Regions from separate parts of the Mus musculus genome. Here all the other regions are linked to region 3. Evidence: chromatin contacts called from public HiChIP or PLAC-seq and promoter capture Hi-C data. All regions are on one chromosome and are shown on one strand. Each heading gives the region's core, a stretch centred on a gene start, on an enhancer-like site or on the middle of the called end of the contact. The rest is flanking DNA. Distances are from core to core; before and after follow the strand shown. Region 1 overlaps Gnptab (N-acetylglucosamine-1-phosphate transferase, alpha and beta subunits). Region 2 holds the start of Washc4 (WASH complex subunit 4). Region 3 holds the start of Prdm4 (PR domain containing 4). Region 4 holds the start of Mybpc1 (myosin binding protein C, slow-type). Region 5 holds the start of Chpt1 (choline phosphotransferase 1). Region 6 holds the start of Appl2 (adaptor protein, phosphotyrosine interaction, PH domain and leucine zipper containing 2). Region 7 holds the start of Gnptab (N-acetylglucosamine-1-phosphate transferase, alpha and beta subunits).

Region 1 (2,754 bases), core at 194-2,693, 2.5 Mb after region 3:
TAGACAACAGACAAAGAAGCCCCTGGCTTAGTGCTGATGCAAGGCTTGGCGTTCCTGAGTGGATTCCCACCGACCTTCAAGGAGACGAGTCAACTGAAGACAAAGCTGCCAGAAAAGCTTTCCTCTAAAATAAAGCTGGTAAGACAGAAAAGGAGCCACCCGCATGGCACCTCTTATTTCATGCAAGTTTAGCCAACAGTCATAAAGGGCAAAGAGCAACTGCCCCATCTCAGTGTGCTGTCAGAAGTAGATCTGTGCGGAAGAGCCTCCCCCACTGCTTCCAGCAATCCTCCTGCCTCAGCATCTCAAGTGCTGGTATTACAGATTCGCACCTTCAAACTAAGCTCTGAAATTACTATTTTTATAATTTATCACTCACATTTTTCTTACTCTGTGTGTGTTGTGTGTGTTTTTGTGTGTCTCTGTATGTGTGTGTCTGTGATACATGTCTATGTGTGGGTGTGTTGGGGAAAGTCGTAGAAGTAGTTAGAACTCTAACATGCACATCTATGAAAGCTTTCATTCATAAGGGGTTGTAGATATGTATAAAGTTTGAAAATATGAAATTCTGATTAATAGCAAATCCAGCCACCAATGTGTTTAAGATATAAGTGTATTTCTTAGCCATCAGCCCTGACCATTCTTTCTCTAAGGATCAACTTTGGTTGGCTGGTGACCTTTTCCCGAACATTTCTTATTCTCTGAATCATCTGCCTGGGACAGCCGTGTGGGTGTTTTCTTGATGACCTTACGTCACGTTGTTGTAGCACATTAGGGGGTGGAGGGTGGGGGTGAACACAGCCTCTTTTGTCTTAGAGGAGCAGGCGTACAGTCCTTGCCTCTGGAATGGTTGAAATCTGGCTCTCTCATGTTTTTACCATTTAACAAAATTTGTGAGGGGCTGGAGAAGGTGGGGGGTGGCGGAAAGGGAGTAGCGAGTTCTTTCTCAGTTCTTGCATTAGTCATTCCATCCACCCAGAGATCCCTGTAACTTTTTCCTCCTTCCCTGGCTTCGATGGGTTAAGGTGCTTTGTGTTACGGTGAGAAAACCGCTGTGTGAATGATGTCGTTTTTTTCTCGGTTCCCTTCTTCCCCATAGCTAGCTAGCTTTGTCCCTTAGTTTGTTTCCCCTTCCTCCTCTTCCTCCTCCTCTTTTCTTCATCCTCATTTTTGTTTGGGGCGGTCTCACTCTGTAATCCTGACTGGCCGGCAACTTGCTATGTAGACTAGACTGTCCTCAAACTTTGTAACCTTCCTGCCTCTGCTTCTTCTTGGTGCTCCAGGAACTCGCCACTGTGCCCAGCTGTCCCCTGTAGCCTTTCTTCGTCTGACATAGAAACAGTTCCAGAAGTGCAATCAGTTAGCATGCAGTACTTGTATGGACCGGAATAGCACGAAGCCGTATTTGGGTTGTATTTGTGGTTAATCTTCAGTTATCCTAAAATAGATGCCGCATTTCCTCCTTCCCCTGAGGTACTTTCAGTACTGATTTGAGCAGTTGAAACTATAGACAGATTAGCTTTCGTTTCAGTCAAACTTTATTTGGCTTTGGCTGAGTCGCTAACATCAGAATGACCGATAAATTACATCGGTCCTTTCCATTGCCGACTCATCCCCGTTATGTGGGAAGAATGGTGTTCCCGATTCTGTTTCTGTAAGTCCACATTAATCAAAAATTTAAAAGCAATTAGGAATTTATTTTGTCTTAATTGTGTGTGGATATTTTCACATCCTGCTGTGTTGGCCCACTTGTGTGCTGTCAACACCTGACATGCCTGTTGGTGACCAGTGTGTACTGACATAGATAACAGTTCTGAACAGCGGTAGGCTCTGCCAGCTGCTGCTGTGTGGTGTGTGCAGCTGGGTGTAAGGTGTAGCGGTGACTTGAGTTTGGAGAAATGGAGACCCAGTAGGAACCGATGAGGGCGCATTTGAGTTCAGTTTTTCCAGTCTGCGTCTGTTAGGGGAAAGTGCGGGCAACCCTTGCTCCCAAGAGTGTGTGTATATGTGTGTACAGGAGTAGGTGCATGGGGAGGCCAGAGGTTGATGTCAGGTGTCCTCCTTCGTTACTCTCCCCCTGATGAGCCGGAGTCTCTTATGGAATGTTTGGCCTCAGCCTCAGCGGTTGGCCAGGTTGCCTGACCAATGAGCTCTAGGGAATCTGTCTCCCTTTCCCCAACCAAGCGCTGAGCTTACAGGCCTGCTCGGCTCGTACACGGGTTCTGGTGACCAGAACTCAGGTCCCTATACTTTTATGCAGCCACTTCCCAGCCTCCGGCCCTTCCATTCTTCCCCTTCTGGTTCTGTTATACACCTTCTGAGAAGGGTGGTTCCTGTCATCGGTTCCCAGTCTTTCTAGATGGTTTTTATCAAATACCTCCTGCATGCCAGGGAGTATGTGAGAGAGAACAGAGGGAATTAAGACATTTCCTTGGGACATGAACACTTCCACTATAGCAGTGCCCAAGGACGCCTGGGTTTTAGTCAAGGTAGGAGTTAAATGGGCTTTGCACCTTAGCTGGGTCCTCAACAGAGCCACTGTTCCTGGGTTGAGAAGGGAGTGCTCTGAGAATAGCCTGGAAAAAAATGTTGAGGGCTGGGAAGTAGGTAGTGTGTCTGGGGAGTTCCTAAAGGCCACAGGCTTCCTTAGGGATGGCTGGGGAGATGGGCAAGGCAAGGTTGCAAGTTACCCTCTGATTCTCACATGCATGCTCTTGTGTTCATACATCCTCACACACATGCACACACATATGC
Region 2 (2,700 bases), core at 47-2,546, 2.4 Mb before region 3:
TAAGTCCACATGTGTTTGTCAGCTGTCACTGTAACAAACACTTTTGTTAGAAAAAAAAAGCATTTTCTAATTTCTTTGCAATGCCAGGCATGGTGACACATGCCTGTATTCCCAGCACTTAGGAAAGCACTTTACAAAGTAAAGATGTTCATTTGTGGCTCAGATCTGTAGAGGTTTCCCTCCATAGCCTTGTCACAGGCCCAGGAGCAGCAGGGACTCTCAGCTACGATAATGAGATCTTGTCTCAAAATAAAACCAAGCCCAAACCTTAGCATCTCAGAACATGCTCTTCAAGAGAACATTCTATATTGATTTGTGGTACTTTATATAATGCAAATAACTTTAAAACTCTGCTTGAAAAAGACTCAGCTAATAGACACAAGAAAAATTTAAGAGCCACTTTGTATTAATGAGCACCTACCCGTTTTCAAGTAATCCAGTCTTCTTTAATGAGATTTGAATTCTTCCTATGCATTTGCAAACACATGAGCATAAATAAACGTTTACGTCGATTGTAGATGTTACAGCAAATATGCATTGTTCTAAAATCGACTCCTCTCCTTTTTTTTTTTTTCTTTTTTTTCTTTAATGCCATTTGAGACCTATTTCATTTTGTAGCTTTCTAGGAGTTCAGAGTATGGATGTCTTAAATTTTACATTATGATTTTTTTTTTGATGCTATTTAGACTGCTTCGTAGAAGTACATACTAAAAACTGCCCTGATAGAAAGCGTTTTGTGTAAACGTTAGGATAGATGTAGAACTCAGGGTAACACAGTTCCCACCCCACCTTCTTAAAAGCAAGGAAAGAAAGAATAGTGATCTATGTAAAGCAAACCCAGTAGTGAGATTGCTTGGTGGCGTTCTTAAAGTCATTACTTTTTTACACACACAGGTCTTTTCTCAACAAATAATCTGCACAGGAAGTGCAAGGGGATCAAGGAATCGCGAGGGTAAAGACAGAAAGGGAGCTGGTGAGACAGGCATCTTGGTCCAAGGGCTCGGGCAGTGTCCAGGTGAAGGACCGGGTCTTGCGTTGGGCCCCACCCGGTTATTTCCATTCTTTCCAGGTTAGACTGAGGGAGTAATCCCCTAGGATATAAAAAAAAAAGAGCCTCGAGGAACGGAATGTGCCCTGAGAACAGTCGTGAACGGCAGCGAGACCAGGAAAGGATGCAGGATGCCAACGGCAGCCATCACTATGGCGGCCGCGCCGGGAGCAGGCGGTCGACTCGCTTTCCCAGCGGCTCCCGCGGTCCGCAGGGCCGAGAGTCCACTGGCTCTGGCGTGCGGGGGCGGGGCCGAAGCCGGAAGTCACGTGCCGTGACAGCGGCTGGGGTGAGGCCCGCGTCGCGGCTGTGGCTGCTCGGGGCTGTGTCTGTGGGAGGTTCCGCGGCGATGGCCGTGGACACTCTGTCGCCCGACTGGGACTTCGACCGCGTGGACGACGGCTCTCAGAGTAAGCCCCGGCATCGGGCGAGGCGGGCCGGGCGGCGCTGCGGACGGAGGGCGGCGCGGTGCGGCGCCGCGCTGCGCAGCCGCCCTCTCGGGACCCTCCCGCTGGGTGGGACTGGGGCGCTCTGCGTGACCGTGTGGTCGCGTCTGGCCGTGCACTCGCACCCTGCGTCCCTCCCGGAATCGGTGACGGGCCAGCGGTGCCATCGCTGGGGAGCCCCGCGCGAGGCCATCCTCCCGGGTTGTCCATCCCGTCCCAGGGTTTGCCCCAGATGCTCAGCCTTCAGTTCTAGAAGAGTCTGGGTTCCCGTTTCGGTTTCCTGTTTTTCTTTGCTTCTCAAGCCAACTTTTGAAGTTTGGATTCACGTTCTTAGAACCACAGAGACAGCTAAAAACAGCTCTTTCTGGCCTTAAAAAAAAAATCAACCAACATAGGAATATCTTATTCCTTCTCGGCCCTTTATTGATTTTTAAATAGCTGAAAAGGTTTTTAAATCTATTTTAACTTTTTAAAAAATCAGATCTGCTTCGCAGTTGCCTCATGACGTCAAGTCCAAGTTTATGTTTAAAATCACTTCCAACCCCAAAAGCCTCATAGTTTGTTTCAGCATAAATGGACAACCCAAACTAATTAGAGACACTCTGGAGGTTGATTTGTTTGTTTGTTTGTTTGTTTGTTTTTTCTGTGTGATAGAAGATATATTGGGGCGAGTTGCCCAAGAAATTTTTAAATGCATACCTTTCCCAAAAGTAGGAATGCCTTTAAAAATAAAGTACAGCTGCATTATGAATTATTTTACAGAGATACTAGACCATGTACAGATTCCTATGTAACTGTGTTTTGCCTTTACATCTAGTTGAACTATGTTCAGGGTGCTGGGCAGATCTTAAGATATTGGTCTTAGTCAGCATAAAGAAAAATCTAGATGGAAGGATAGTAACCACCCCTTCTCCTCCCCCCCCCCCCCCCCATTGTGCGCTGAGGTCCCTACTTTAGTTTAATCTAACCAAAGTTGGAATGAAGGTATACTGGGTTTCAGCTTTAAGTGGAATGAATGATCAGTTATTTAGACATAATCAGTTTTTTAGATGCTCAGGACTGGGGAAAGGAGTGGAAACAGGACGTGGGTGAGGACACAATATAAAAACCATGTATGTATGAAAATGCCATGGTGAAACTCATAATGTTGTTTACTAACTTTAAAAAGTAGTAGGAAAACTACAAGAAATGCAGTTTGTTGGGAGG
Region 3 (2,700 bases), core at 120-2,619:
TGGACCTTCTCACACCCGTTCAAACAAGACTTTAGTAACAGAGGCTCAGCAGATTTCTGTTTGATGTGAGTCCCCAAAACGTGATGGCCTCAACAGCCATAAACCAAAGGTCACAAGTACTCAAAGACAGAAGACACCAGGAAGGAATGCTGCACACAGTGACTCCCAAGGGACCTTCCCCTTCAACAAGGCACAGCCATTCTACCAACCTCATATCACCGTCCTAAGAAGGCCTAAAGGATACTGAGTTCTTTCTGTCTTGTCACTGTGTCTTCTGCCAATTATTCTTAGCTGTTTTTATGTTTCTAACTGACCGAAGTTGATCAATTGTTGGTTGCAAACCTCGCGCTGTTTTCTGGAAATGACATTTAAGAAACTAACAGGAATACAGCCACTTTACAAAATGCATCAACCAGCTCCAATAATTTCAGTCAATACGTTTTCTCTTCCCCGCTATATTGACAGCCTTTTAAAAGCTTTTGGGGGCGGGGGGGGGGGGAACCCAGCTAAATACTGCTCCGTCTTTACTACTCCGCTAACACAGTACCTTCTAGTTCAGGAGACTTGCACAATTTAAAAACTTCACCTCCGCACTCCACCATCCCTGGCTACAGTAACCCGCAAACCCCCAAAGGTGAAGAACTATGATACTACAGTAACATTCCAAATTAAAATAGCGAAAGCTAAAATACGACAGGAAAGAGGTGCCAAGCAGCTAACAATGTACGGCTACTCAGAACAATCACCCCAGGAACCAACTAGTACTCTGGATATTTCTATTGGGTTCAGGTGCTCAAATCCATTTACGCGTCACACGTGTGGCCCGAAGGCACCCAAACAAAGACTGAGTCTCCGGCGGCGTCCGCCCCGCTCCCTCGGCCCTGCCTTGGGGACCTGCCCTGCTCACCTGCACGTCCAGGGCAGGGGGCCGGCGGCTGCTAGGTGCGCGATGGGGCCGGTGTCACGTGCTACCACATCCCGCCGGTGGCCGCGCCTCCCCGCACTGCCCGACGTCTCCGAGGGCCGGCGGCTGCGCTCCGCGGCGAGGGCCCGGCATGCTGGGCGGCGCCCGGGGCTGTTTTCCCAGAAGCGCTGGCAGCCGGACTGGCCGACCTGGAAGAAGAGAAGAGCGATCAGCCGTGGCCTTTCCCTGCCCCGGGCCGCTCGAGCCCGCCCCGCCGCGTCGCCCACCTGAGGCCCGCGCTGGGGAGCACTGGCCCGGCCGCCTGGCTCGTCATCGGGCCGAACGTCGGCCCGGACGCTCCTGCCTCCCGGGACCCCGCGCCCGGTTTACAGCTCTCCTAACATTTCCCGCCCGGCCCCGCCCGGTCAGGCCCGCCGCCTTCACGGGGCCGCACCCTCGGGGGCGCCTTTCCGGCTTCTCAGCCACTCCGGGCCCGTTTCCGGCTTCCCAGCCACTCTGCGTCCGTGCTACCTGCCTACGGCCTGCGCTCCGACCCGCTCTTCCGGGGATACGCACCGCCCCCTCTCTGCGTGTGGAGAACCGCAGAGCCCCGGGAGTGGGCGGGCTTAGAGACGCTCCACCCAGAGTGTTGCAGCTCAGCTGGGTGCCGATCCAATCGAGGGCCGAATAATCGCTCCGCCGTTGCTAGGAGACCAGAACTGATACACGTGCTAGGGGTGCGTTCTGAACTCCAACGTTCTCCAGACTCTGCTTTTCTGTCCAGATGGCATGGCCTCAAGTAGGGAAGCATGAATCCACATAACACAACGTTTTTAAATATAGGATTGGGCCAGACGGCGGTGTGGCCCAGGAGTAATCGGGTTTCGATTCTGAAACTCTTTTACCCTGTGTGAAGTTTCCCTGCTCCCACATCATAAAAGATGATGTTGGGATTTGTGCAGGTGTTTTTCTTCTCTCTTTGCCTTCCCGTCCCTTCTGCACGGACAGGCACAGTGCTTACTTAGAATAATCATTGGAACCACAACATCTGCTCGGTAGCCAACTTTTGACATAATGTTTATTCATATGAGTGGGTGGGTGGATGTGAAAGCAAATGTGCATGTGTAAAAGAAGTTAGAGAACAACTTACACTCTCTTTCCCACATGTGGGTACCAGGGACTAAAGAGCCTTACCCTCTTTGCCACCTTGTCAGTCTATTTATGGCAATATCCCATACCCCACAATTCACTAATCATACCTAAGTATTTACCCAATACAGAAACATATACATGTGTGTATGTATGTATGTATGTACAAAGACATATGTACTAAGTTCCTTGCAACTTTGTTAATGATCTGTCATCAACCAATAAAGAGTTGCACTGAATCACCGTTGTGGAGCCCTAGGCAGCAATAAAAAGTAACAAGCTATTTGCATGTAGGTAGACCTCTAGAAGCTTTCTACACTGAGCAAAAAAACATCAGAAACAAAAGACTAGAAGTCTGTATAAAATTCTAGAAAAGGCCAAGACTTTACTAACAGCTCTGATGGATGTTGGAAGTTAGTGATAGGTGAAGAGATGAAATTGCCTATATAGAAAGACAGACATGAGGGACCATTTTGGATAATGGTTACATGCCTGTATATGTTTATAAAGATTGATCAAATAGTAAAGATTGGTGAGTTTTGTCATGTGTAAAAATGCATTTAAAAAGTAAGAGGTGGGGCATAGTGGTGCACACGAGTACTACCAATACTTGAGGATACTAAGGCAGGAAGGTCAGAAATTCAAGG
Region 4 (2,909 bases), core at 108-2,607, 2.7 Mb after region 3:
GTGTCTGTGTGTGTGCAAGTATGCTTTTATTTACAGAGGAGAAATAAAAAAAAAAAAAAGATTCAAAAAGCCCAAGTGAAACGGATTTGATTCAAATATTTGCATTTTTGTATTAGTTCCAAAGAAGCAAAACATCAAAAACTTGGCTTGTCAAAAACTTGGCTCATCAAAAACTTGGCTCAAGACTCAAAGGTATTCCTCTCCTCTGCAGTCTTTAGTAAGGGGTGAAAGATTTATGTCATCCCAAGGGAAACCAGAGTATGAGGTAATAGTTATAAAAGATGTTTCCACTAGAAGTTAATGTATTAATGAGAATGTACATTTTCATTATTTTCATAACCTCTAACACTAATTTAATTCCATTACTAACCAGAAATTTTAAAATACTGATCTTTTTATAGAAAGGAGAAGTTTTTCTTCTAATGAAGACTACTCTTTAATTGTCTTTCGTTTTTATTCTTAGTTATTTTCTTAAAGGCTACATATTTTAAGATTGTATGCCGCAAAACTCAGGAGAGGTGCAACCTACCACTCATATTCAGAAAAAATTTCTTTCCCAGCAAGAAATTTCAAAGCTGGGCTCCCAAAGGACAATCAAAGAAGAATTCTTATTTGTATATTTCAAATGCCTTTCTGTGAAAAAGAAGAAAAACTACAAATAATATCACAGATTCTTATTATTTGAAAACTTGACCAAATTTATAAAGTGCTTGAAAAAACATCCGATGTTCCAAGCACTGCACACTGCAAACACAAGGTGGAAATTTAGAGAAACAAAGTTAAAAAAAAAACAGCTTGAAAATGCAGCCTTCTTACCGTGAGCAGTTAACATCTTTCATGTAAGCATTTTAAGGACCTTTTGAAATTGAATAATACATTTTCCATTTAATCATTGGAATCAATATAACTTTATAAACTTTTTCAGATATTTCTCAGTTAATTATATAGTCTTCTGGTCTTTTCACACCCATTTTTTAAAATCTTTGTACCCCAGTAATTCTACTGTTTTATAGTCTTTTTTTAAAAAACAATCAGACAACTGTTTAAAAATAAATACTAAAATAAATATTAGAGACCATAAGAAGAATATTTATAGGTGTTCTTACCCTCTTTCTTAGTGGGTTCTGGCATGACCACAACAAAAGATTACTCTCCAAAAGGTTTTCTCCTTTCTAGCAGCGGTTGACAGAAACCCCAAGGGCAGCAGAGAGATGGTGTGGGTCAGTGTGACAAGCAGCTGCTTAGAGGTGGACCGGTTTTATACAGGCTCCGACCATCAATCATGTTGGCGCCTCCCTACTTCGGCACAAGGATGCTGAAACCTGACAGCTCTGGGACCTTTCTCACATCTGTTGTCTGCGCTCCGCTCTCCCGCCTGCTGGAAGGACTCTCCTGTCCGTCTCGTGTGGCAGATGCGAGCATCTCTAACTTTCTAAATTCAGCTGTGCCTCGTGCTCTTTCCTGTTCTCTGCCTGTTCCACAGAAGCGTGTGCCGACTCAGCAGTGCACGGAGTTTTCTGGGCGATGAAATAAATAGATGAAAATCATACTACATGAGCCTGGCTTCTCTCTTAATTTTTATTAAAACTTTTTTTAAGGTATATTAAGAAGATCATTTTTATGCCCACATTATTTGTTCATTTTCCTTATTTCTTAGTTAATGAGATTAAAAATTTTTATTGTATTTCTACACCAATGTTAACTAGTCAGTTAAATATTTTGTTTCATTCTCTCTACTAAGAATAGCAAAGCTGTCTATTTTAGGATACATTGCTCTTGCAACATTTTCAAGAGACAGATATTCTTTTTAAAATTACAAGCATATAAACAAGAATGGAACAAACAGATATGCCACAATGTGAATAGAACTTGAGAGAAACCAGCAATAAAATATAGGTTATACAGTCAAGTTATCCAACCATACTTTCATGAAATATCCTGCCTAGGTAAACATATAACATTGGCAAATAACTTAAGTGATTGTCACAGGCTAGGGGAAGTAGAATTAGAACTGAAGGCACATGAATGCAAAGCTTTTCCTGGCAATGATGAAGGTGTTCTGGAATTGGAGTGTGGGAATGGTTTCATAGCTTTGTGAAATACACACACACACACACACACACACACACACACACACACACACACACACACCACTAAACTGTACATGTGCAACATAAGTAAAGAAAGTCAGATAGACCAGACAATGTTTTGATTCACGGTGACAAATGGCTTCCCCAGAACACCATGAGTAAACAGAACAGTGATTATTAAGATGGCAAATGGGCCCAAAAATATAATCCAAGACAGTCACAGAAGGTATCAGACTTGGTCACTTAGCCTGAAACCTAGAGGAACTAATGAGACCACATGTGTTTTTAACAGAATGTCCCGAACCAGCCACATTGTCTCGGTTAATTTCCCCTGTGACTGAGAGCACAGCTGGGCAGACTTAGTTCTACCAAGCACCGTGCCAAGCTAGGTTTTCATATACGGATGGGAACTCTAGCTCTCAATAGCATCATGAGTTAGCTATGCGGGAAGTCAGAGAGGCAGGCTGGACAGCACTTTCAACGAATACCCCCCTGTTAAGAAAGCCTTCTCTTGTTCTACTGAACACGCCATTCGCCTTTCAAACAGACTCTTTGCTCTTAGATGACAATGGGTTAATGTCAACCACAGAACAGTATATTCTGAATATCACGTTAGACCTGGCTTGAAAGAAGGACAAAGAGCCTACCTGTGTCTACCATGGGGATGTCAGTTAATACATTAAAAGAGTTAAAGAATCTAGAATCTAAAGTCAGGGCCTCAGGTTCTATTCACGGACCTGGTGTAAACCAGCCGAGTTGCTGGAAGGACGTCTGGCTGGCAATCTGTACCTCAGTTTCCTCTTGTGCAAAAGAAGGAGT
Region 5 (2,700 bases), core at 169-2,668, 2.6 Mb after region 3:
AAACCCCAAACAGCTTAGTGTTTTAAATCACATGAAAACAAGTGACAGTGGAGGTACACGTGACAAACACAGTTGTTGGCAGGCAAGATGTTTTAAAGGGCAGGCTCCACTAAGCCCTTAAAAAGAAGTGTTTGCATGGATGCAGAACATGAGCTATTTCTATTGTATTCCTGGTATCCAACCTCGACTCTCGAGTTTGTGCACGATCTATATTTACACGTAATTACAGAGGGAGCGTAAAGAAAGTAATGCCATGGAATCTGCAATGTTATCCTATATAGTGTTTCAAGACACTCTCCCTTGTTTTTATGCTCTCTATACTCAGCCCAATGAACCACTTCTGACCACCACTGTCTAAAGCCCATGTTAATATTCTTACTTTAGACTTAGGTTGGATATAATTACAACTAATAAAATATGTTGGTATTTATAATCTCAAAGTCTAGATAATTGTAAAGACTGTCACCTACATCCTGTTTGTTTTTCATGAAAAAGCCAAGGAAGCAACGAGGAAGTTTCTTATCTTATCCAGAAATAACTTATCTTCGATCAGTGCTACCAGTAATTTCAGGATCGCTAGGCACCACCTTTGAGAAACAGAATTATAAAGTGCTAAAGGGCACTTGGCCTTACCTAACCCATCCACAAGTCCTGCTAGCATGGAGATGTAGGTATTTAATCTCCAGTGTGCGAAATATGGGCTGGTGGTCCCATGGCCCCAGGGATGAGATTGGCAGACAGGGCTGGGGCAGTAAGTGACCTTGACAGCGCCCCTGCCCCCCAGAGAAGCTCAGAATGGTCACAGGATTGGGGTAGTGGTGCGACAGTCTCTAGGAGCCCCGGGGAGGCTGAAAATGAATACTGCCAGGGGACAGCAATCTGGTCGCGTCCGCACCTCCCTCCTAGAGGGAGACCTAGAGGATGCTCCGCTACGCAGGGTCTCCCCGCTCCACTGACGCCTATAGTGGAGCCGTCTCCGAAGGAGGCCCAAGGGGGGCTCCAGGGAACAGTACCATCGGGCGGCCAGCCCTACCTCCTCCGTGACTGTAGGGCAGTAGAAGATGAGCACTAGTGTGGTGACCAGGTTGATGGCGAGGCCGATGAGGGTGATGGTGTTGGGGGCCATCCAGAGCGGGATCCATTGGAGCAGCCAGGTCCAGTAAAGCTGCAGCGGCGGCTCGAACAGCGACTCTCCCACCGCGGTGTAGCGGTGCTCCTCCAGCCGCCGCAGCTGCGCGGCACTGAGCGGCTCACCTAGCGCCTTTACCCAGCGCGGCGCCGGCCTGGCCCCGGCGCCCGCCGCCATGGCTGCCTGCGGGGCCCGCCGCGACCCGGCGCAGCCCGCGGCCCGCGCGGGGGGCGGAGAGAGCCGAGCGAGGGCACAGCGCCCGGGCCAGCTCCGCCGGTGGGACTCACTTAGCAGCGGGCCGCGGGGGCGGGGCCGGGCCTCGGGGGCGGGGCAAGGCCGGGCCACGGGGGGGTGGGGCCTCAGCGAGCTCGCGGGCGGTGGCGAGGCTGGGGGCGGGACCGGGGCGGGGCCTCAGTGAGCTTGGCTCTGGACGCCCCGGGAGGGGTCAAGCAGCCTGCGCTTTCAGACTCAGGTCGAGGGCAGCTCTGGCCCTGCCGCTGTGACTTTTCTATTGGGGCTCAAGGGTTCGCCCTCCTCTCCAGCCTTTGCTCAGGTTTCCGTGACGACGCTTGGCTAGCCTGGATCCTGGTTGAGCTGGTTTTTTTCTACTGAGTGGTAGGAACAACTCTGACTTGTGTGTCTATGCCCCGGCCTCTTATTAGTCAAGAAAATGTCGCCTACTGAAACCTGGAGTGGTCACCATGTATGTACTGATCAGAAAGTACTCAAGCACCATGGGAATATACAAAGGCCCCTCCGCATATTAACTTAGTTACCCCTCACTGCGGGATCAGACGGCAAGGTTTTAAAACAAACAAACAAAACCCCCAGATCTTAGAAATATTGTCGTCAAAGGGAAACTGAATGTTTGAAACTCAAATGCCTGTTTTTTCAGACCACTTGACACTCCTTCCTTGGAGCAGAGAAAATTCTTAGCCAGTTTCACAGTTTCTTCAGTGGAGAAGGCCGATTGCCACATAATGGAAGGTCACCAGCTCCTTACTTCACAATGCACCCATTTGGACTGGGGGCTGTCATAAGCATGTTCTATTGCCTAACCAGACATAGGCTGCCCACTTGATCTAGACGTAGTGGGTCTGATCTGTATGCACCTTTCTAACACATCAGACAAGCTGGAAACTACTTTCTGCTTTCTTGGATTAAGCAACAGAGGTCATGGGATACACTCTTCCTCACCTATTTTGAGGAACGGTTAGCAACTTTTGGCTCAAAAGACAGGCCTTCCATCTCATTCTCACAGCACACTACAGAAGTATGCGTCTTACATTTTTTAATTACTGGGAAAAAAAACAAAGAATAAAGTTTATGATGTTAGAATTGATATAATTTAAATCTCAGTTCTGTGACTATAGCTGTGTTTCTTCCCACAGAGGTGAGGAGTTGTATAGCACAAGATGACTTACAAAGTCTTGAATATTCATTACCTGGCCTCTTACCAAAAATAAAATAAAATAAAATAAAATAAAATAAAATAAAATAAAATAAAATAGCTGGGTGATGGTACTGCAGGCCTTTATCCCAGCACTTTCCAGTCAGAGGCGGGGGGGGGG
Region 6 (2,700 bases), core at 173-2,672, 2.3 Mb before region 3:
CTGCAGCCCAGGTCTCAGACTCATTTATGCCATTCAGAAATGGTGCGCACCCATTAGAGGCCTCAAAACTCCAGACTGTGCGATGTCTGTGTGCCTGGCTCTGCCACCATCACGACTGGTTAGGGAAACGGTCTGTCTTTGACCTTCCGTGTCACCAAGTACAAAGCAAATGGAAAGCCCTATTCACAACCACGGTGGTTATGATTTCCACACGCTTATGTTCAGATCCTAACGACAGGGGAGGAAGGCTGAAATGCTTTCCAACAAAGGCTGGGGTCCAAAGCAAACACCTGACATCCAGAGCTGTATAAGGAAGCCTGCGAAGAATTAGCACAATACATGCCAGTCTGTTTAAAAAGTTGAATCAGTTAAAAAACAAAACAAACAAACAAACAAACAAAACAGGCTGAGCATAACAACACATCTGTAATCCCAGCACCCAAGATGTAAGTTCAAGGCTAGCGTGGTCTACAGGGCAAGTTTTCAGTCCAGTTATGGCTACATAGTAAGACCTTGTATCAAAACAAAACACAACAAAAAACAAAATCCCAAGTAATGGGAATACTAATTATCACAGCTTGCTTACATATCCTTGCTCCTCTACATGGGGACAATCATTCAGAACTGAGCCTAAGACAGGCACACACCGATAGCCCTTTTGATTTATTCTGCAAGGGAGAGATGGGGGAAATGTAGGTAAACTCATCAAACTTCCATCTGGGAGGTACAAGTTACTTTGGGAGCCAAGGAAGAAACCCGAAAGAAGAGGAGAGACTGTGAAGAACAGCTTGAGCCTTTCTAGTTTTTTCAGGACCGGAGATACTAGAGGATGAAGGTATTTATTTAAATAAGCTAGGGATGCCATACCAGGAAAGGGAATAGAAGATCCCTGGGGAAAGTCCTGTGACTTCTGAACTACTGTCACTATGCACTATCTCAAGCTCAAAGGGCTTGATTCACATCTCCACTATATTAATGAAGCCCCATCACCACCACCCTGTGGCACAAATGGGGCAAATGTTGGAATTTTCTCTTCCCTGGGTCGACTTGGCGATGGATCCAGGTTTTCTGTGCTTCCTATTCCGGCCCCTGCATTCATTAGGTCTCGTGGACTCGTTAGTACCAGCAGCGTCTGTGTGGATAGTGCTGTCGCCTTCTTCTGCACGAGACACTGCTTGAAAACCTTGTTACCCTGCTAGGGAGCTACTACTGTGGGACAACGACTGCCCGACCTCCCCGAGCGCCGGTGGGGCACCGCGGCTCCCTCCCAGCCTTCCCGGGGGTACCTGGGGGCTGTCCTGCAGCGCCTCCTCCAGCAGGAGCTTGTCCACGGCGGGCATGGCGCGGCGGCGAGGGAGCGCGGGATGCGAGGAGGGGACACTCGGCGCTCGGGGACTTGAGACTTAGCTCGGAGCCCGCGCCTGCCCACTCTCCGCGGCCCGCCCCTCAGCCCGGCCCCCCGCTGCCGGGATCAACAGGAAGTGTGGCAGGCGCCGGACATGTAGACAGTCCGGGACAGGACACCGGAAGTGTGGCGACCACGCTTCCGTCCGATCCCGGGGCTTCGGGCCCCTCCGGCCAGCGCAGCAGCACCGGGAGGTTCCGGCTGGAGGCTGCCCTCCCCGGTGCTCGAGGCTGCCCTCCCCCGTGCTCATGGCGCATCTCCGGGTGGGACGATAGGCTTTTATCTTCTTGCGGTTCTGCAGATTGCTCTCTCTGTGTGGGAGGAGATAAGAGTGAACAGATTTTGCAGTTGTTCTCTGGCCTCTTTTTGGGGTGTGTGGGGGGGGGGGCGGGGGTAGGGAGTCAGGCTGTCATCTAACTCGCTGTGTAACTGAGGATGATTCTAAATTTCTGATCCTCTTGCCTCCACTTTCAGAGCGTGATGGGATAACAGACTTCGACTACCAAACTGGAGTTTTGTGCAGTGCTGGGGATCAAACCCAGGGCTTCCTTCAAGTTAGGCAAACCCTCTACCAAAGTAGCCACACCCCCAGCCTTGGCGTCTTCTTATTTTATTTTTTAATTTGGGTTAGAAGATGGGCTTGGGTAGAGCAGGAGAGATGGTGTAAAGGACATTGCAGAAGATGTGAGTTTGCTTCTCAGCACCTGGTAGGAGGCTGTGGCATGCACCTTATTTCCCGTAGGGACATGCATGGGCACACTCATGTGCACGTATCTCCCATAGGAAATGCACACACCATTTAAAAATACAACAAGACAAATTATATTTAGTGTGTGAAGTTCAGAAGACAAACTGTGAAAGACTTTTCTCCTTCCAACCATGGGGATTCTGGATATTAAACTCAGGTCTCAGGCTTGGAGATAAGTGCCCTTAACTATTGAACCATCTTACCAGCCTCTGGCCTCTTTTTTTTTTTTTTAAATACCAGGACAGGCCCACACTCAAACAGTTCAGAGCACAGACATTACGTGTGTGTGTGTGTGTGTGTGTGTGTGCGTGCGTGCGTGTGTGTGTGTGTGTGTGTGTGTGTGTGTGTGTGTTTTCCGTGATATTCAGATCACTGCTAAATGATTTGGGGCCATATAATTAGGTCTCATCTTCCTGGTTTTTTAAGGTTTTTCGTTATGGAGAATTTCATAATGAAATTTTCGGGGTTAGAAAGGATAGATTATGTAGTTCTGTGATGTCATTTAAAAGTGAGAAGAAGGGACACTGGAGAATGAGATACTTTACTC
Region 7 (2,832 bases), core at 94-2,593, 2.5 Mb after region 3:
TAGAACCCAGCCGGGGCTTCTTGAGACACTGTTTCAAAATCCTCCACACCGTTCTGTCCCAGCTTCCCCCACTCCTGTCCCCTCCCCTTCCCACCCTCCCCCCACCAAGCAAAACAAAACCTAATAATTCCCAAACCAACCAACAAAACCAACGAAAGCTTCAGAAGAAAGAGGATAAGTTGAGGACTAGACGAATGAAACAAAGTAGGAAAGTGAGGGGTTTCATTTTAATTTTCTTTTGTTTATTGACAAGGTCTCACTACCAAGACCAGGTTGGCTTTGAACTCATAACCTTCTTGCCTCAACGTCCCAAGTGCTCAACAGGTATGCACTGTGGTAGACACTGCATTTGAGAGTATGCCGTGTAATGAGGGTAATTCCCCACTCCCACCCCACCCCCACACAAAAAGACCCAGGTAGGCCCAAACAATTCTCCAAGTGAATTTGACCCGAAAACTTAGTTAGTTCTCTATAACACTCCAGTTCCTTTTTAAAATTTTTTATAATTAACAATGCCAATTCAATAGCTATACTACCCAGTTGTATTTGAAAGGGTTTCTGAAATGGCTCAGCAGGTTAAGGTGATGCCAAGCCTGACTTCAGTTCCTTGAACCCGCAGCATGGAAGGACAGAAACAAGTGACCCTCACCATACACTCACACACACACACACACACACACACACACACACACACGCACACGCACACGCACTCACACACACGCGCACGCGTGCGAGTTCCCCTGCATACACAAACTTATAAGCAGATTGATTACCTATCAAAAGCTAAGGCTTCAGATAGTAACTAAATCCGTTAGTTTTCCCTGCTTTGCCACAATCAGCCTACCTGTGACCTCAAAAAATTTTTTTTGATAAATGCCCGATTAGTGACTTTTGTTTTTCCAAAACCAATTAAACCTCGTGTACGAACGTCTAGAGTAGATTATGTCATTTGGGACAAGCCGAATATGCATTCCCTAGCCACGATCTTTCAAATTTTCTTTCGAAGATAAACTTGAGGCAGGAGCTGTGTTTTTTTGGTTCATCAGGATTGCCCATTGGCACACTGCAGGGGACAGCCCGGGTCGCTTACCTGTTGGTTGGGTGGGTCCCACCGTGCAGAAGGCAGAGGGCCCAAAGGGCAGGGCCCACGGCGCACGCGCAGATGGGAGGGCGCGCGCCTGCCCTTGCCCCTCCGCCCTCTAGGTGGCGCTGGCGACTCGCCGCCGCCTCTCCGAGGCCAACCCCGGGTGGCGCCGGGCGCCTTGCGGGCCCTGGGTCCGCCTCCGCCGCGCCGAGGGCGTGGGCTCCGGGCTCCCGGAAGCGGCGGCCGCGGCGTGGAGCCCAGCGGGCCGTCGGTCGCCGGAGCGACAATGTGCGGCAGCCGGGGGCTGTGAGCTAAGCGCGGCGGCGCGTCCGGGGGCCCCTGAATGGCGGCTCGCTGAGGCGGTGGCGCGGCGCGGGCTCCTCCTGGCGTGGGGTGGCGGGGCCGGGGTGATGCTGCTTAAGCTCCTGCAGAGACAGACCTATACCTGCCTATCCCACAGGTATGGGCTCTACGTCTGCTTCGTGGGCGTCGTTGTCACCATCGTCTCGGCTTTCCAGTTCGGAGAGGTGAGTAGCGGAGCCCGAGCCCCGGAGCCGCGTGCGCAGCATTCCCCGATTGAGCCCCGCGGTGCCGGCACCCCGAATCTCCCTTCTGCCTCCCCATCTTCCCTGCAGCCTGGGGACCAGCACACGGCCCACTAGTCCCAGGCGCTGAGCGTGCATCCTCTCCCCGGCTCGCCTGCAGCAGCTGGACTGGACGTCCGGGCCTCGCGTGCTTCAGCGTGCGCATGGATCCCCTTCCTTCTGCAGGGTGTCCCCAAGAGTCCTCTGGCCATTTGATTTTGGCTCTAAGGCCTTGCGCTGGTGAAACTCTCTCCTAGGGTTTGTATTTTTCTGTAGTGATCCTTCATTCCCTGGCTCTCCGTAGGATCCAGTCCTGCGGTGCCACCCTACTAGTCCTTCACCGTTGACAAAACACCTTATCTTCTGTTTCTTCTGGATCGCAGACTTTGTCTTAGAGGCATGCGCGGCTTTGCATGTGAATTTTGCGCCGTTTTGCATGTGAATTTTGCGCCGTTTTGCATGTGAATTTTGCAGAGTGAAAGGGAGATTTTTTTAAATTAACTTTTTTCCTTTTTCATAATGGCTCTGCTGTTTTGTACAGCTGCATGCCAGCGGGTTGGAGGCCTTACTAGTGAGAATGCACACGCTGATGGGAAGCACCAAGTGCTTATCTCAGAGTAGGGCCCTTGTCAGGTGACTAGGACTGCCTGCGGATCTTGGACTCCAGCCCCGGACCTCTTGAGAGCCAGCACAGACCCACCCTTGCGTCATGGGCTATGCTAATACTTTTTAGATCAAGTCGCTGGTCCTTCTTGGACTGAGAACTGCGTTTAATTGATGTGCAGTGAAGCAGTTTGATTAGACTGTAAACTCTTCAAAGAGCACAGACAACCGGTTTGGGAGGTGTGAGCAGCCAGGTTAAATGAATTTTATGCTCCTTTGGAGACATACCTTGAACGTTCTGGGGACTGCCATTACTCTTCAGTTTAAATTTCAGTTATTTGATTCTTGGGTAGTCTAGTACAGTCTTCGCCATCTTAAGTGTGCAAAGGGGTATGAGCAGGTCAGAAATGAATGGGCACAAGTGTGCCATTCAACAGAACACTGCCCCTGGAGACAGGAAGAAAACATGCGCTTTCAAAGAGTTTGGAATGGTCTCCCTGTTTTATTTATTTGCTTATATTTTAGTAAGAGGTTAAAAGGGTTTTATAATTAACAGAATGC

Evidence for each region. Promoter capture Hi-C pulls out the DNA fragments that hold promoters and counts their contacts. HiChIP or PLAC-seq counts read pairs in DNA pulled down with a chosen protein or histone mark. Capture Hi-C pulls out chosen DNA fragments and counts their contacts.
Region 1: a contact with region 3 is called in an H3K27ac HiChIP or PLAC-seq map of large pre-B cells, with 3 times the contacts expected there. The contact joins the enhancer-like site here to the promoter of Prdm4 in region 3. A contact is called at or near these places in 6 of 39 promoter capture datasets (the 3T3-L1 cell line, the C10 cell line, hippocampal neurons and 2 more) and 1 of 115 datasets of contacts at active chromatin or transcription factors (large pre-B cells).
Region 2: a contact with region 3 is called in a promoter capture Hi-C map of liver, with 16 times the contacts expected there. The contact joins the promoter of Washc4 here to the promoter of Prdm4 in region 3. A contact is called at or near these places in 3 of 39 promoter capture datasets (hippocampal neurons and liver), 1 of 115 datasets of contacts at active chromatin or transcription factors (astrocytes) and 2 of 9 other capture datasets (adipose tissue and liver).
Region 4: a contact with region 3 is called in a promoter capture Hi-C map of hippocampal neurons, with 7 times the contacts expected there. The contact joins the promoter of Mybpc1 here to the promoter of Prdm4 in region 3. A contact is called at or near these places in 2 of 39 promoter capture datasets (hippocampal neurons and liver).
Region 5: a promoter capture Hi-C map of adipose tissue shows a contact between it and region 3, with 4 times the contacts expected there. The contact joins the promoter of Chpt1 here to the promoter of Prdm4 in region 3. A contact is called at or near these places in 4 of 39 promoter capture datasets (hippocampal neurons, liver and pre-B cells) and 1 of 9 other capture datasets (adipose tissue).
Region 6: a promoter capture Hi-C map of liver shows a contact between it and region 3, with 9 times the contacts expected there. The contact joins the promoter of Appl2 here to the promoter of Prdm4 in region 3. A contact is called at or near these places in 2 of 39 promoter capture datasets (hippocampal neurons and liver).
Region 7: a promoter capture Hi-C map of pre-B cells shows a contact between it and region 3, with 9 times the contacts expected there. The contact joins the promoter of Gnptab here to the promoter of Prdm4 in region 3. A contact is called at or near these places in 3 of 39 promoter capture datasets (hippocampal neurons, liver and pre-B cells) and 1 of 9 other capture datasets (adipose tissue).

The regions. Positions count from the first base shown.
Region 1 is chr10:88,419,423-88,422,176 of GRCm38.p6, forward strand. It overlaps Gnptab (N-acetylglucosamine-1-phosphate transferase, alpha and beta subunits), which reads left to right. Exons shown (of 21, transcript NM_001004164.3): 7 at 4-138. Among named protein-coding and RNA genes, the nearest start is that of Sycp3, 39 kb to the right of the region's middle. Within about 2 kb of position 1,444, at least 107 of the 459 cell types and tissues checked have an H3K27ac peak or open chromatin away from gene starts, as enhancers often do. A contact at or near this core is called in pre-B cells, where this site is marked.
Region 2 is chr10:83,542,645-83,545,344 of GRCm38.p6, forward strand. Washc4 (WASH complex subunit 4) reads left to right here and starts at 1,297. Exons shown (of 33, transcript NM_001033375.2): 1 at 1,297-1,458. The coding sequence starts at 1,398.
Region 3 is chr10:85,915,617-85,918,316 of GRCm38.p6, forward strand. Prdm4 (PR domain containing 4) reads right to left here and starts at 1,370. Exons shown (of 12, transcript NM_001302886.1): 1 at 1,192-1,370; 2 at 908-1,113.
Region 4 is chr10:88,603,795-88,606,703 of GRCm38.p6, forward strand. It overlaps Mybpc1 (myosin binding protein C, slow-type), which reads right to left and starts at 1,358. Exons shown (of 29, transcript NM_175418.5): 1 at 1,107-1,358. The coding sequence starts at 1,131.
Region 5 is chr10:88,502,552-88,505,251 of GRCm38.p6, forward strand. Chpt1 (choline phosphotransferase 1) reads right to left here and starts at 1,419. Exons shown (of 8, transcript NM_144807.3): 1 at 1,034-1,419. The coding sequence starts at 1,306.
Region 6 is chr10:83,647,242-83,649,941 of GRCm38.p6, forward strand. It overlaps Appl2 (adaptor protein, phosphotyrosine interaction, PH domain and leucine zipper containing 2), which reads right to left and starts at 1,423. Exons shown (of 21, transcript NM_145220.2): 1 at 1,287-1,423. The coding sequence starts at 1,340.
Region 7 is chr10:88,377,925-88,380,756 of GRCm38.p6, forward strand. Gnptab (N-acetylglucosamine-1-phosphate transferase, alpha and beta subunits) reads left to right here and starts at 1,344. Exons shown (of 21, transcript NM_001004164.3): 1 at 1,344-1,611. The coding sequence starts at 1,495. It overlaps Gm40733 (predicted gene, 40733), which reads right to left and starts at 1,140. Exons shown (of 5, transcript NR_168608.1): 1 at 1,091-1,140.